Linked DNA regions of Mus musculus: region 1 is linked to region 2. A link is a contact called in public HiChIP or PLAC-seq data. All regions are on one chromosome and are shown on one strand. Each heading gives the region's core, a stretch centred on a gene start, on an enhancer-like site or on the middle of the called end of the contact. The rest is flanking DNA. Distances are from core to core; before and after follow the strand shown. Region 1 overlaps Galns (galactosamine (N-acetyl)-6-sulfate sulfatase). Region 2 overlaps Zfpm1 (zinc finger protein, multitype 1).

The links. HiChIP or PLAC-seq counts read pairs in DNA pulled down with a chosen protein or histone mark.
Region 1: a contact with region 2 is called in an HNF4G HiChIP or PLAC-seq map of pancreatic cancer cells. The contact joins two enhancer-like sites. A contact is called at or near these places in 1 of 39 promoter capture datasets (embryonic stem cells), 5 of 484 Hi-C or Micro-C datasets (CD4 T cells, CD8 T cells, the G1E-ER4 cell line and 2 more), 5 of 115 datasets of contacts at active chromatin or transcription factors (effector CD8 T cells, embryonic stem cells, epiblast stem cells and 2 more) and 2 of 9 other capture datasets (adipose tissue and liver).

What each region holds. Positions count from the first base shown.
Region 1 is chr8:122,582,281-122,589,732 of GRCm38.p6, reverse strand. Galns (galactosamine (N-acetyl)-6-sulfate sulfatase) reads left to right here. Exons shown (of 14, transcript NM_016722.4): 12 at 4,700-4,821. It also overlaps the pseudogene Gm34962. Among named protein-coding and RNA genes, the nearest start is that of Aprt, 9.1 kb to the right of the region's middle. Within about 2 kb of position 3,957, at least 95 of the 459 cell types and tissues checked have an H3K27ac peak or open chromatin away from gene starts, as enhancers often do. A contact at or near this core is called in pancreatic cancer cells, where this site is marked.
Region 2 is chr8:122,292,447-122,299,591 of GRCm38.p6, reverse strand. The region is part of intron 1 of Zfpm1 (zinc finger protein, multitype 1); the gene reads right to left. Among named protein-coding and RNA genes, the nearest start is that of Gm39269, 11 kb to the right of the region's middle. RefSeq lists enhancers at 2,541-2,964, 2,986-3,341. Within about 2 kb of position 5,116, at least 143 of the 459 cell types and tissues checked have an H3K27ac peak or open chromatin away from gene starts, as enhancers often do. A contact at or near this core is called in pancreatic cancer cells, where this site is marked.

The DNA.
Region 1 (7,452 bases), core at 2,708-5,207, 290 kb before region 2:
ACCTTGAAGCCATCTCGCCCGAGACAAGCAGATGCATTTCCGGGCCCTAAGCCTGATCTTATGGTAGCATTTTCTCAGTTGAGATTCCCTCCTCTCAGATGGCTTTAGCTTACATGTAGTTGACATAAAACCATCCAGCACAGACAGCCAATATCCTAGAGACACCTGCTTTCTGGGTGCCCATGACTGCTTCCAGTCCCTGTGACCCAGAAGTGCTTTTGGAATTCCCTCAAGGGATCTGAGGTTTATAGTGAATAGAACCTTAGCGTTGTCACACACTCCATATGCTCCCCTCGGGGTGTTCTTTGGGGGTACCCATTGTTGGCTTCTCAAGAGTTTGGGTAGTTTAAAAGTCAGAAGAAAGAAATTCCCTCTCATGCGTGTGTGGCTCCCTCTCTGGACCATTGCAAGGCCACTTAAGGTCTCCTTAAGGCAGGGTCCAGAAAAGCCCATCTCTGCTTCTGCCAGACTAGCACCCATCCAAGAGGTTGTATGCCAAATCCTACCAGCACCGGTGAATGTCTGGAAGGCTCTCTAGGCAGAACTCATATCCACATGGCCTGTTGGGTACCAGATAGTCCCGATGTTATCCTGTTTGCACAAGGGGTCAGAAGGTGTCGTGAGGAGCCTGTGGTGCCACCAACAGTGCCATACTCTGCACTCGAGCAGGTGGAGTGGGGCCCACGAGGGTTTTCACAGTTTCTAGCTACCCAGAACATGAAGACTGTAAAATTAACGTCTGAAACGTGTACAACTCTTGCTATTAGCAGACCTTCTCCCCACTGTGGGACAATGATTCCAAAGAGCCCAGGTCTTAGGTCCTCATCCCTCAAGGGCCAGAATTAGATGGCTGAAAGTTGGTCTCTTGCCAGAGTCCGGTCTAAAGAGCGTCATCCTGGAGCCTAAGCCAGGGCTATTCCAGCCAAGTCAGGAGACTGTGTCCATCACTTCCACCCTCCTAATCTTAAGTTGAGAGGCCAATAGAGGCCTGAGGTCTACGCAGTGGGTTTCCTGGTAAAAGTCACAGCCAGGCCCTGAAGAGCCAAGGTCAACCTGGGGCCTCCCTGATGGACCCTAGGCACGAGCATGGATCCTACCACCCATGGCCCTGGGTCACCCACATGGGCCCCAGTTTCTTAGCCTTATGTCACCTGTATGGTTTTGCAGGTCAGCCTGTGGAGGCCTTGTACACCCTTTTTTATGAAGACATAGTGCTTTTATTTCAAATGCTAGGGTCTCCACGGGCTGTTCTGAAGGCGAGGCGGAATCCCGCAAAAGATGACCAATTCATGTCATCCGAGCTGCCGGTGGGCACAGATCACACAGCTCAAGGCCCAGAAGCCATGGGCCTGCTCACTGTCCCCTCCTGCTGGCAAGCACATTCGGAGAAGGTTTATCTAGAGGCTCCATGGCTGTCCTGCTAGGGTCACTCTGTATCTTAGACATTCTCTTGCTCTAAAGGCCAGGCCTGAGGGAGGGTATTATGGTCTGCATGCCCTGTTCTGGGTCACTTGAGTATCTTGCTCCACTTCCTTCTTGGGCCTGGGGATCAGTAGAACCCAGAATCCCTTGGTGTGACTACTCCATATGGACTGATGGGCAGGTAGTGATGCCAGGCAGGCCCCACCCTTAACACCCCTTCTGAATGAGAAAACGAAAAAAGGAAGGGATAGGACTGCTCTCAGGTAGAGTGGAGGATAAAACGGAGATCATAGCTAGAGTCAGAGACCTGTCTCTGTGAGAGTCCAGAGCGGACATGACCCTGAGCCTTGTGAGGAGATCCGAAGTGGGGGCAACCAGGTGCAGGAGCCAGGAGGCCAAATGTACAAAAGGGGTGGGTAACCAAAAGGTTGGATCAAGAGCAGCCTAGCTCCGTGCCCCCTGCACTGGAGAGTTCAGGGTAGGGAGTAGGGTATGCCAGCCATACCCTGTAACTGACTGAGGGATGCAGGGAGAACCTGGCAGCTAGGCCTGCTTTGATCTGTTAAGTAGGCACCTCAGCTGTTTGTCTGGTTTGAGACTTTACATCTCCCTCCCAACCCAGTGCTAGAGATCAGCCAGGCCTGGTGGAGGTGAGGAGTAAATACACAGATGGACAAGGGTCCCAGGCCCATTAGGGTTGGGGTCCTGTAGAAGGCCTTGGAAGGAGACGCTTGGTCCCCGCCCCGCCCTGCCTGCCTTCCTGCTGAGCTGGCTGCAGAGATGGAGAACACCTGGAATTCCAGTGAGGTCACTAGGCCTAAGGCCTTTCCTCCCGCTCACCGCCAGGTCTAGCGGCAGTTCCTCGTGGACACTGATGTACCCAGGCCCTCCCTCGCCTGTCCTTTGCTGCCTTGAGATCTGACTAGCCTGGTAGCCTGGTCTCCACTGCCCACACCCGTACTCGGAATCCATCTCTGTGTGTCCATCTTGAGCACTTCCCCTCTTCCCTTTCTAGCCCTGCCCTCTGTAGCTGAGGGCCTAGGGTCCTGTGCGCTGTGAACTAGGCTGGCCACTGCCCTCACCACACACACGCCCACCATCAAGCCTGCTTCTGTCTCTAGGAGGGAGTCTGTTCTCCCATTCATTTTTAATTGGTGGCAGTGTTGTTGGAGGGCAAGCAACGTCTGAGCCAGAATGTTGTCCAGGGTTCCACACCACGTGGCCCGTGCTGAAGGGGGTCTCTGCAGCATCCACGGAGTGAGGAGGGCTGATACTGTTAAGAAGTTGGAAAACACCTGAGATCGCCTGAACTACTCAGTTGTTATTAGCCGAACTTTGTCCTGTAAACTGCCGCTGTCCTCAGTTCTCACGGTCTGACTCAGGGTTGAGGCCCAGGTAAAGGGTGGTTGTTACAGACAAAAGGCTACAATCTGCCTCTGCTAGTGTTCGTGAGCTTCTGGTGTGAGAGAACTCCCAGGTCTTGGGCCTTCACTCCTGGATTCCTGGGGTTGTCTTTTTTTTTTTTTTTTTTTTTTTTTTTTTTGGTTTTTCGAGACAGGGCTTCTCTGTGTAGCCCTGGCTTTCCTGGAACTCACTTTGTAGACCAGGCTGGCCTTGAACTCAGAAATCTGCCTGCCTCTGCCTCCCGAGTGCCACCACACCGGGCTCCTGGGGTTGTCTTAACAAGCCTCAGGTTCTAGCTTCAGACCTAAGATGGAGGTCTCAGCTGCTACACCTGAACTTTGATCTCCCAGGAGAGTGAGCCAACCCGAGTGTCCTGTCCCTTACCACCTCTCCAAAATCAGGAGATTTCTAGCAGTCTGCCTGTCCCCATCCCGCTGTGCATCCAGAGCCAGGCCAGAGGCCTGCTCTGCGGGGAGGATGAAGTGTTACAGCAGGCTGACTTCCCGGAGGTGCCCTGAGGGCGAGCAAGGCACTCACACAACTGCAGCTGTAAGAGAAACCCTAGACCAATTAGCGGGATCTTAATTAAATAGCTTATTTGATTTGCATCCAAATTATAATTTATGAGTTCCATCTAGACCTCTCCATTAACTGTTTGGTATTTTCATGCTAATGGTTGTGGTTTCCTGCTGTGTGCTGCACAGTTTGTCCCCTGGCAGGACGCTCCAGGAGGCCTAGATTCGGGACCCACTTTGACTGTAATATAGCCCACCCTTCCAGTCCCCAACTTGTATCTCTGCAGCTCCTCACAAATGGAACTTCATAGGCTATGGCCTCCCTGCTTTATAGACTGTAAACTGCTGCACCAACCAGCTGTCCATCCCAGAAGTGTTACACAAGGTGCTGCAGACATTTCCTTAGTGAACGGCGCTGCGTGTCAAATGTATACAGACCCTACAGGAAGGTCTCCCACTGCTGAGTTGGCTGACACTAGGGCAACTGAGTCACAGCTCCTGTCTGAGACTGTTGGAGGCGTGGTTAGGGGCATTCTCCATTCCTACATCAGTCCACCCCAAGGAGTACGCAGCGAAATCTCATAGGGGAGGTCCAGGGCAAAGGGCAAGCTTGTACACACAAACGGCTGTAATGGAATCAGACTGCACCCAGGAAAGGTAGCCGCAGCAGCCAAACTATCTGAGAGGAAGCTGCAGGGACTGACTCCGTACAGCCTGAGTATGTGTTCCGCCTTCCCTCTGTACCTCTGAAGGCAGTGGTCATGATTCCACAGCCTGTGCCCTTCCCTCGAGCCTGGTCACGGCTGTTTTGTCCCTTACTTCAGCTCACGTGTTCAGCTCTGGGTCTGCGTTCTCTCAGCTTTCAAGCCAAAGGTCCCTCTTCCTGTGTCTGGTCTAGTGACTCACCCTGACTCGTCATCTTCTGAGAGGCCACTGTTCTCCTGGCCGCACACTGAAAAGGCTTTATGGCGCTCTGAGGAGCACTCCTCAAAATCAAAGCGTTAGCCGGTCCAGACGGCTTCATCTGTTTTGAGGCAGGGTCTCCTGTAGCCCAGGCTGACTTCAAACTCAAGATATTCCTACTTCTATCTCCTGAGTGCTGAGATTACAGCCTAGCTGCCCAGACTATTATGGAAAAAACTTGGGGAGCCGCCCAGAGACAGATGCTAAGCAGTTCCTCCTGAAGCTTTCCCCCATCCAGGAGGTGACCAGATCCAACCGCTCTCACGTTCACTCCCCAGGGAACACCGCAGTACCAGGCGCGAGGGATGTGTGAGCAGCTGGACTAGTAGGGCATCTCTGCTGCATGGGCTTCTGGGTCCTGGATGCCCACTTGTTCTCTGTGCCTCTCATTGCAGGGCACTGACTTCTGCCCCGGGCAGAACGTCTCAGGAGTTACAACCCACACCCAGGAAGAACACACGGAGCTACCCCTGATCTTCCACCTGGGACGGGACCCAGGGGAGAGATTCCCACTCAGGTGAGGCAGGGGCAGGGTCTCCATGCCGCAGAGGAGACACTGGCCAGACAGGCCAAAGGTGAGAACCACGTCTGGGTGCTCTGCCTTCCGTGGAGTTACCCCTCTGGTCTCACAGGAAATGGATGCCTTTGTGTGGAGATGAAGAACACAGACATGGGACCCTGGGCGCCCAACCAAGGAGGATGTAGAGCCTACTAACTCCCAGAGACCTCTATCTTCACCTCAGGCCATGGCTGCCATGCTCTCTGGGAGCTCCCCTCCTGCTTTCTCTTCCTGGTTGCCTCTCATCCCTCCCCATTCTGGGTTGAGTTCATTGACAACCCCAGCAATGGATCCTATACTCTAAGCTACCTTCAGGGATGGCCAAGGGCAGGGGTAAGCAAGTCAGCCATAGGAGACATCCATCCACACCAACTAGCCCTGGGACTGACAGGAGGGAAAGGCTGAGGGCGAGGAGATCCAAGGACTCCATCCCAGATTCTGGAGTACAGTGCTTCAGACCATGGACCCTGGAGCTGAGGGTACCTAGTGGCCTCCACTGGGCAGGAGTCTTTGAGCTCAAAAGTCACTATACCTGGCTAACCTCAACGACAAACAATGGTGGGTTAAACGGTCACTGCAGGGTTCTATCCCTGAAGGGTTCAAGAGCACCCCTCCTAGCTTTCCCTATTCGCAGTGATACTCAAAAGTCACCGCAATCTGTGACTGGCGTCACATCTATCAAAGTGTCCCCATCTCCTAACTGTCCTCAGCTGTCCCCATCTCCTAACTGTCCTCAGCTGACTCGAGCCCAATACACTCTGGCTCTCCCCGGGAGGCTAACACGGCTCCCCTGGAAGGATAGTAGGTGCCTTGGGTCCTGGAATACAAGTCCTGTGTCCATGCTACAGCATTTCTGCCAGGTTGGAAATCACAGCCTTCTGCTCAGTGACAGGCCATAACTTGCTAATGGGAGATAGAGAGGGCTTTGGGACAATAGAAAGGTCCCCGAGGCTGCTCCTACATCCTGCATGAGTACCCGTGGGTCTCCAGCACCTCGGAAGATACGCTTCTGGAAATATGGTCTTACAGATGCCATTAAGATCAAGATGACCGTGAGGGCATCCTGGATAGGAGTGGGGCATTACTCTGAGAGGAGAAAGGACACAGACGCCAAGGGGGAAAGGATGCTTAAGGAAGAGGCAGAGATAAACCAAGAAGCTGGACCAGGCAGGAAGGTGCCTCTCAGGTCCTCTAGAGGAAGTGTGGCCCTGCAGTAACCTAACTCTAAGCTTCTGGCCACCAAACGGTAGCTGAGGAGAGCTTCCTTTCCCTCCCCTAGGCAGAGACTGGTATTTCCTCAAGGCTAACTAGGACATAAATGTTGTCACAAACCAAAGGAGCTCTGGTGGCGTGGGGTGACGGGCTGCAGGGTTGATGGGCAGGGCTATTCTTTGAGATCTGTGCCTATGTGATTGCCACCACTGGCCTCAGGCCTCAGGGTCATCCCATAGATCATGGTGCCTCTCCGTGAAGCCATCTCGTTCGCCCACATTCAGCTTGTGCTCAGCAGTCTGAGTCTTTGGGGACTTGCTCATCCCATATGCCTCTGCCCCAGGCCTGTTTACTGCCTAGAGGTAGCCAGACACATGAAGGCTGTGAGTTCCACTTCCTGTAGCAGCTATCCAGGCCCTGCCCTAAAGCCACTCCCTAGCCCAAGAGCATGCCTCTCCCACGACCAGGCATAAGGAAAGACGACAGGGGTGAATTTATGGAGAGAACGTCCCCGTGAAGACACTCTCTATATAACGCCACCTGTCTCTTGCTTCCCTACAAGGACCCTCTCAAATGTCAAGTGACAGTCACAGACTGGTAGCTGTGGGACATAGTCCTCAGCACTAGCTGGCCGTAAGACAACAGATTCATTTGGCCACAGGGATTTGAACCTGCAGGGATTGGATTTTGGAATGTTGAAGTTAACAACAGGCCACAAACATGGCAGCACGAAGGGAGAAGGGCCTACACAGGCTAGCATAGGGAGGTACCACATAGGGCTGGGGCATGTGGGCAGAGGCAAGCCACTGAACAGCCAGCCAAACCAACAAGGCATTCATCGTGTGTTCCTGTCCTGTTGTGTGTCTCAAGGTACCCCCATCTGTGTGGACAGAAAGCTCTGGTGACAGAAGCCATGTTGAAGTCTCCAGGGGCTGGACTAGGACATAACTGGTTCTCAGGAGCCTAAGTCCCCTACCTAGCAGGACACTGTACTGGAAGTAGACCCAGAACCAGCAGGGAGTAGCCAGCCCCAGCACAAGGGCATTGTGGCCTAGGCACTGAAGGCCTCAGGCCTCTTGGTGTTATAGCGGTGGTCGGGAATGTGCAGGATAACGGGCATACAGTTGACTTCAAATGAGTCCTCCTGAGACACGAAGAAATCTAAGGACTTGGTTCACATGCAGAATTCTCTCCCCACGAGGCAAGTCAGAGCCTGCAGTGCAGATGTCTGAGATTTGCCTGTAGCCTGAGCTTGGCATACACATAGCCCCGGGCTCTACCCTCTTTACTCCATTGTGGGCACATCAGCGTGTGTGTTGTGCTGAGCTGGGCGTCACACAGAGAATAGGCTGAGTGTTTCACACCCAGCTAAAGACT
Region 2 (7,145 bases), core at 3,867-6,366:
TGTCTTGCCAGCCAGGAAAGGGCCAGGTCCCCCAAGCATATGTCCTGTGTAAATGTCTGTCACCAGTGCCCCAAACTTGTCCTTGAGTGGCCGCTGAATTCCCCAGTGTACCCCTTCAGCCTATTTAAGGACTCTCCTCCTTCAGGGTCCCACACTCAGTGTGGTCATTTGGGTCCTCTGGGACCACCACCTTATCACAGTTGTACACAACAAGTTCAGACACCCTTGTGGCCCTTAAGGCTTAGCAGGTGTCCAGTGTCCCCGGGAAGAGTGAAGGGCCACTTGAAGCTCAGGGTGGTCTCAACCTTGACCTCAAACTCAAGTGGGCGCTAAAGAGACAGCCAAACTGGTGGTAGAGATGAGGACACTATTGGAGGAACAGATCTCACAGAGCCCAGGAGGGACGCTGCCCACACTAGGCTGGCCACAAAAGAGCTGGCCATATAGCACTGCTTGTTCACTTGAGTGCACACACCCCACCCTAGAAGGGGAAGTGTGTCTGCCCCCTGGGGTTCCCAATGATGACAGTCAAGCTGGAGCTGGAGCCAGGGGCTGCCATCTTTGAGTCTATGGACTGTTCACAGCATGGGTGGCCCGGGGCCTGAACAGACACAGGATGGGACAGGAGATGTTTCTCACCCAGTGTGTCACAGAGGGTGTCCCCACAGACCCTCTGTGGGGAGCTCATGTCCCTTCCCAAGGAGTCTGAGCCCTACGTCCTTCTCTGTCTTGCCTGGTCCTCTCTATCCCGTGTGGTCTTTGATGGTTGACCTGCTGACTGCTTCTGTGCCTGGCTGTGAGCATCACGAGGGTCCACCCCAGGTCACGTGGGTTTGGAACTCAGGACATCCTAGAAGGTGACGCATACCTTCCTCAGTCACTACAGAGGCACCGAGCAGTGGGTCTGACAGAGTCAGGACCCACATCCTAGTAAACATGCGTCTATACAGACCTCAGCATTCAAACACTAAGAAGATCTTATTGAGATATGATTCACACACAGTAAATACAGGCTTTTCCTGATGCTTGACGTTTAAAGGCAAGAATCTTTACTGAGGAAAAAAAGGTATGTGTGGGTGACATGCAGCCCAGATAAAATGCAGAGCTCTGCATGGCGCTGTCTTGTGAAAAGAAACACACGCTGGCGACCTGGGGTCAAATTGGTTCCAGAAACTTTAAAAGGAGTCACTGAAAATCTGCCATCAGTCACCTTCCCTTGCCTATCCCCAGAGGAACCAAGGCTTCACACAGCTGTGATCCTGGCTGGGCCGTGGGCAGCACCGAGCTCCCCCCCCCACCTCCTGGAAATGTATTCCGCTCCCGTTTCCAACCCTTACACAAAAGCCAACTCCGACTTAATGGCCAGAATATGGTGGGCTTCCCTGCCCTGAGCTGCTGCTGCTGCTCTGGCTAGTCCGTGTGTAGCTGCGTGGCCCTCTGGAAGCCTCTGAGGACCCAGGCACCCCAGCCATGTGCTTCACACTGTACCAGTGGTCAGAGGCAGACCTCAGCCCTGGGGCTGAGAAAGGGCCACTGAACACAATGGAGAGCTGAGCATGTCATTGACGCATGACACTTACTAGCGTTCCAATTTGGTACTACCCTGCTCTAAGTATGAGAAACTGAGACAGAAAGTAACAAGGTCTCTGGACCCATCCTTATTCACAGTAGATGAGAACTAAGGCCTCGCTGTTGCCCTTGTGAGGCCTCGTTTCTCTCCATAATCCCCGTATCTCCCTTTCCACCTCTGTTTCTGGCCACCCCTGGCCCCCTATGTCTGCTCCTGGAACCAGACCCTAGGCTCTGCTAGCTGCTCCTGGCTCAGTTGGAGTCAGGACACCCCTCTGTTTTGTGGGGGTGACCCCTGCCCCCTCCTGGTGTACCTGTAGTCTTTAGAAACTATGGCTCCTTCAGCCCAGATCCCTGCAGGTACATGTACGCTGCCCACAACCACTTGCTGGAGTCTGTCAGAGCCTGGCTAGCACCAGCATGCAGGAATGTGGAAGCCATGAACGGAAACTGAGGTGGAAGGCAGCCCTCCTAGCCACCACCCGGCCTGCTCTTCAGGGACATACAGAATGGAGACCTAGCTGGGCTGCAAGGTCCAGGGACCCACATCCGACCTTACAGAGTTCTGGTGAGGAGTGGACGGAGAGGCCCTGGGGGGACCAGGAAGTTCCAGGCAGGGTCCAAGCTGGGGACTCACTGTGCAGTCAAGAGAGGGGATCAGTCTGAGATGGAGACAGATGTGGGCCTATGTACCTCAGAGGGCTAGTTCAGTCCATGGGATGTCGGGGTTCTGGGGTTTGTTGAATGGGGCGGGCATTTAAACTAAAATGAGCTCAGGTACTGCATGTAGGAAGACCTAGGATGGGGAGGGGCACAGAAAGTCCAGGCTGAGCTCCTAAGTCTAAAGGCCCAGGACGGAGCTGAGGTTTAATCAGGGTACAGCAAGCAGCACCACCAAGCGACAAGCCTGAAGATGCAGGACCTGTGGAGGGTCGGGGTGCGCTGGGCCCTCACTCCGTTTCAACAGCTACCTCTGTGAGCTCCCTCAGTATCTTCCCTTTGGCTTAAGCCTGGTTCCTCTGTCAGGACAGATCCAACCAGTAAGCTGGTCCTTTACCCTGTCCCCAGGGGCAGGGGCCTGGGTGGGGCAAGGCCTAGAGAAAGGGAGGCTAGGAGGAGGGAAGAGGGCCGGGGGCCTGAGAAAGCCCAGCCTGGCTGATAGAGGGAGATTGGTTTCAGCCGGAGCCTCGGGCCTGCCAAGTCCACATCCTATCTGCGGCCTGCGCTTACTCAACATTCATCACAGCTGAACTCGGAAACTTTATCAACGCTAAAGGTTGGCGCCATCTCTAGGCCCAGCCACTCCCGTCCCTCCCCTCGATGGGCCCGATAGCCACTGATAGATTACACAAGATTGTTTCACTCCGGGAAGCCATGGCCTGCGCTTCTGGGGGAGGGGCCGCATGGGGGAAGGCCCAGGATATCAAGGGGGCTGGTTGTGCTCCCCGGGGATGGCCATGGCCTGGGGGTCCTGCGATAGGATGGGGCCCGGGCCTGCTGAGGCCACAGCTCATCGCCTGGGGCAAAGAGGAGGAAACAAGCCTCGGAGATGGGCGCTGAGGCTGGAGTGATCCCTTCTCCAGATGGGTGATAAGAACTGAGCCATGTGAGCGGGTTTCACTAATGGAGCCGTCGCTGTGTGGCACAGGGCAGAGGCAGATGGCTACTCAGGAGGGGGTGGCTCCTGTGTGACAGACAAGCCCTCCACTCAGCAGGCTGGGCTGTGCCCATCTGGAACAGCACAGTGCTCTGAGCACTTCCCAAACCCACTGCGGGTGCCCCATCCTCTCACACTGTGGGTGCCCCACCCTCTAACACACTGTGGGTACACAATCCTCTAACACATTGTGGGTGCCCCATCCTCTAACACACTGTGGGTACACTATCCTCTAACACACTGTGGGTAACCCATCCTCTAACACATTGTGGGTACACTATCCTCTAACACACTGTGGGTACCCCATCCTCTAACACACTGCGGGTACCCCATCCTCTAGCACACTGTGGGTACCCCATCCTCTAACACACTGTGGGTACCCCATCCTCTAACACACTGTGGGTACACTATCCTCTAACACACTGTGGGTGCACTATCCTTTAACACACTGTGGGTGCCCCATCCTCTAACACACTGTGGGTGCACTATCCTCTAACACACTGTAGGTACACTATCCTCTAACACACTGTGGGTGCACTATCCTCTAACACACTGTGGGTGCCCCATCCTCTAACACACTGTGGGTACCCCATCCTCTAACACACTGTGGGTACCCCCTCCTTCCACACTGTGGGTACCCCATCCTCTCCCTGCCCTGCTTACACATGAGGCCCTGTGTTGTGTGTCCTTCACGCTCTCACCAACACCATCAGCATCTTCTCTCCACTCCACCTCCACCCCGCTCAGCTTCTGCCCCTCGGCTCTGATTCAAGAATGCTTTCTCAACGCTGTGGGGCTTCCGAGTCATCTGTGTCCCAGCCACGGTCCCTTCCCTGTCTCCGTATCACAGCACTTGGTCCGTCCCTCAGGACTCCTCAGGCTTCCCTGTCTGTGGTAATGCCAGCTTCTCAGACTGACTTGACCCTGTTCCTTTCCTCCATCCTCTTCCTCCCGAGACAGCAAGGCTGATCTAGAAACAAGCAGGTAGCTTTTATCCAGCTCTGTGCTCTGGGGGGAGGCGGGAGCTGCCCAAATGAGATGGATGCCCTCTGGCAGGGTCTGAGAGGCCCCCTGGAAGGCCTCACGATGGGATAGTGTACCCTCACACACAGTTAATAAAAACAGGTGACAGAGACCCTTAGTGTGGGGGCCAGGACTGAGGGAGGCCATGAGGTCACTCCTGACTCTTCCTCCCTTAGGTCTCAGCCTAAGCTCTCCAGGGGACCTTGTTTCCCCACTATTTTGCAATTACACATTAAAACAACAACAACAACAACAAACCCCTGCTCATACCAGTGGCTGTTAGGTCAGAGGCTTGGGGGTGCGGTGGGAGCCAGTGCCCCCGACTGCTGACTATAGACCCTATTCTGTAATACGGTACGCTGAGGAGCGGAGAGGCTGGGGGCAAGGTCAGGATCCCACCTCCGCAGCTTTGAAAAGAATACGGAATGGGCAGCTCTAGAATGGCCCATGATGTGGTGGGGAAACCGAGGCCTGGGGCAGGGATGGGGTTCAAAACCCTCCTGGCAGCTGAGGGACTAGATTCCTTTCCATTTTACAGATTGGGAAACTGAGGTGTGACAAAGACAAACGGAGATCCCTGTTCTTGCCAGAGCCTCAGGCCACAGAGACTTGGTCAGCAACATTCCTAGTGAGTCACCAGGCTCAGGAGGGGATGGGGACAATAACTCGAGTAGGGTCTGGAGGGAGGGAGGGAGCTGCCAGCCTTTGCTGCCTGTCCCGGCTCCACTTCTCACCTCCCCACTCTCATTTGGCACAGGAGCTGACTGTAGTGTTTGTGGAATGCCCAGGTCCTAGTGCCGGAGGGTGTGGCTTAGGCTGAGGTCAGCAGAGCTTACTTAAAGGCCCGCCTGTTCAAGGCAAACACAAGGCTCAGTAAGAAGGCACAGAAGCCCGGGAGGACTTCCACCCAGTGGGTCTGGGCTGGACAGGTACAAGCTCTCGTTTGAGATAAGGCCCCACCCCCTCCATGGAACTGTAGCCAATCTCTGAGCCTCAAGTCTGCTCATTTGCACACACTATTTTCATTGGCTGCTAGTAGGGGCTGGACAGAGGTGGGAGGAATGGACGTTCTGGGGACCAGGGCTCAGTGGTGCTGCTCTTGGGAACCCAGGCCATTTCTAAGACAATCCATAGGACTTAGGAGTTTTCAGGGGAGGCAAAGGTGGGACTGGATCTTGGGGGTGTTCTGGAAAGTGTTAGATTCTGGTGACCCGAGAAAGATTTAGGTAGAAAGGAACTTTATGGGGGAAAACTGGTCCACCCAGGCCCCACTAAACTCATTCTTACCCACCCTGGATGCCTCAGAGGGAAGATGCTGACCCAAGGTCACACAGCCAATGTGCAAGGGGTGCCGTGGAGACCTCCCCCACCCCTAGGCACCACTCCTGGACAATTCCACCCCAGCTGCTAGGTCTCAGAATGGGCCATTTGGGTCTTCCTTTTCCAAAAATGATGAGGCTGAGGGGCCTCGACTTTCTCTTTAGATTTCAGGGCCATCTCTCCTGGCAGCCCTGAGTTGGGCCAGGGGCTTGGCAATGCATGGAAGTCTGCGACGCTTTTGTTCCTGGCATTTGGAGGGGTGAGATAAGGGGGAAGAACCGAGAGTGAGCAGGCAGATAGATGGGCTGATAGCGGCTCCTCCACGCATGGCGCCTATCGCTCTTTTTATCAAGGTTCCCTTTCTTTCTTCTTTTTGTTGGGGGCCTGGGAGGGCGGAACACACCCACCCCATTCCCTCCCACACCCGTGGAGCTGAAGGAGGAGGCCTCTCTCTCAGGCACCAGCCAGGAAGGAAGACAGGCTTGGAGAAGAACCTGGGAGGGTGGGGGTCCCACCTGTCTGCCAGGACTCAGGGTTCCCAAGCTCTGTCTCCTCAGCTCTTCACAAGGACCTGCAAGGACACTCATGGGCTCATCTGCTCTATGAGGTAGCCAGGCCCAGTGAGGTGAAGTGCTTGGCCCAAGGTTACACAGCCAGGTCAGATGGAGCTGGGTCCAGCTGTGCCTCTCTGGCCTGGAGTCTAGCAGTCTGGATTTGGTGGGCAGCGAGGAGGTACAGGACAGATGGGGTGGCCAGAGAATATGGCTAGAGGTTCTGGGGAGCAGGACCAGGGTTGCGGGGCAACCTTTGCATCTCTAGCCCCATCTTACAGATACGGAAACTGAGGCTCAGACCAGGGAGACGCCTAAAGGGTGATGGGTAGGCTGGACCCTAGCCCCCCTCTCATATCCTTGAACTTGATGGTTCAGAGTGTGAATCCCGAGACACCCCAGGTATGAAATCCTGGTGATTAGTCAGGAGAGGGTGGGGACAATAACCCAGGATGACAAAGACAAACTTCTAGAATCATCCAGGTGGGGGTGGTCAGAAATAAGAAGTCCTGCGGGAGCTCTTTGCCCGAGAGGGATGCAGTATTGTCCAGAGGCAGCATGTCCCCGAGTCCTCAGCACTGGGATACAGGCCCGCACTGCCGAGCTCGGCTCTTTATAAGGGGGCTGGAGATCTGAACTCAGGTCCTCACGCTTGCGTGGAGAGCACTTACTGACCAAGCTGCCTCTCCATCCCTTCAAGCCAACATTCTCACCAAAAGAGCCACCTTTGTGTGTGTGTGTGTGTGTGTGGGGGACGGTAAATGAAATTACTACAAGCAATAAACATACCAACTTAACCAGGCATGATGGTGCACGTCTTTAATCTCTGCGCTTGGGAGGCAGAGACAGGAGGGTCTCTGAATTCAAGGCTCTGCAGACTAGACTGCACTGATCCGTGGGTAGGACTGGGAAATCCTGAGCGTTTGCCCACTCTGTGCCCAGGCCTTCACTTTAAAGCGGAGAGACCAGGTCCCTTTATAGAGGTGGGGGGTTATATCTGCAAACACCTCAGAACATCTAGGTAG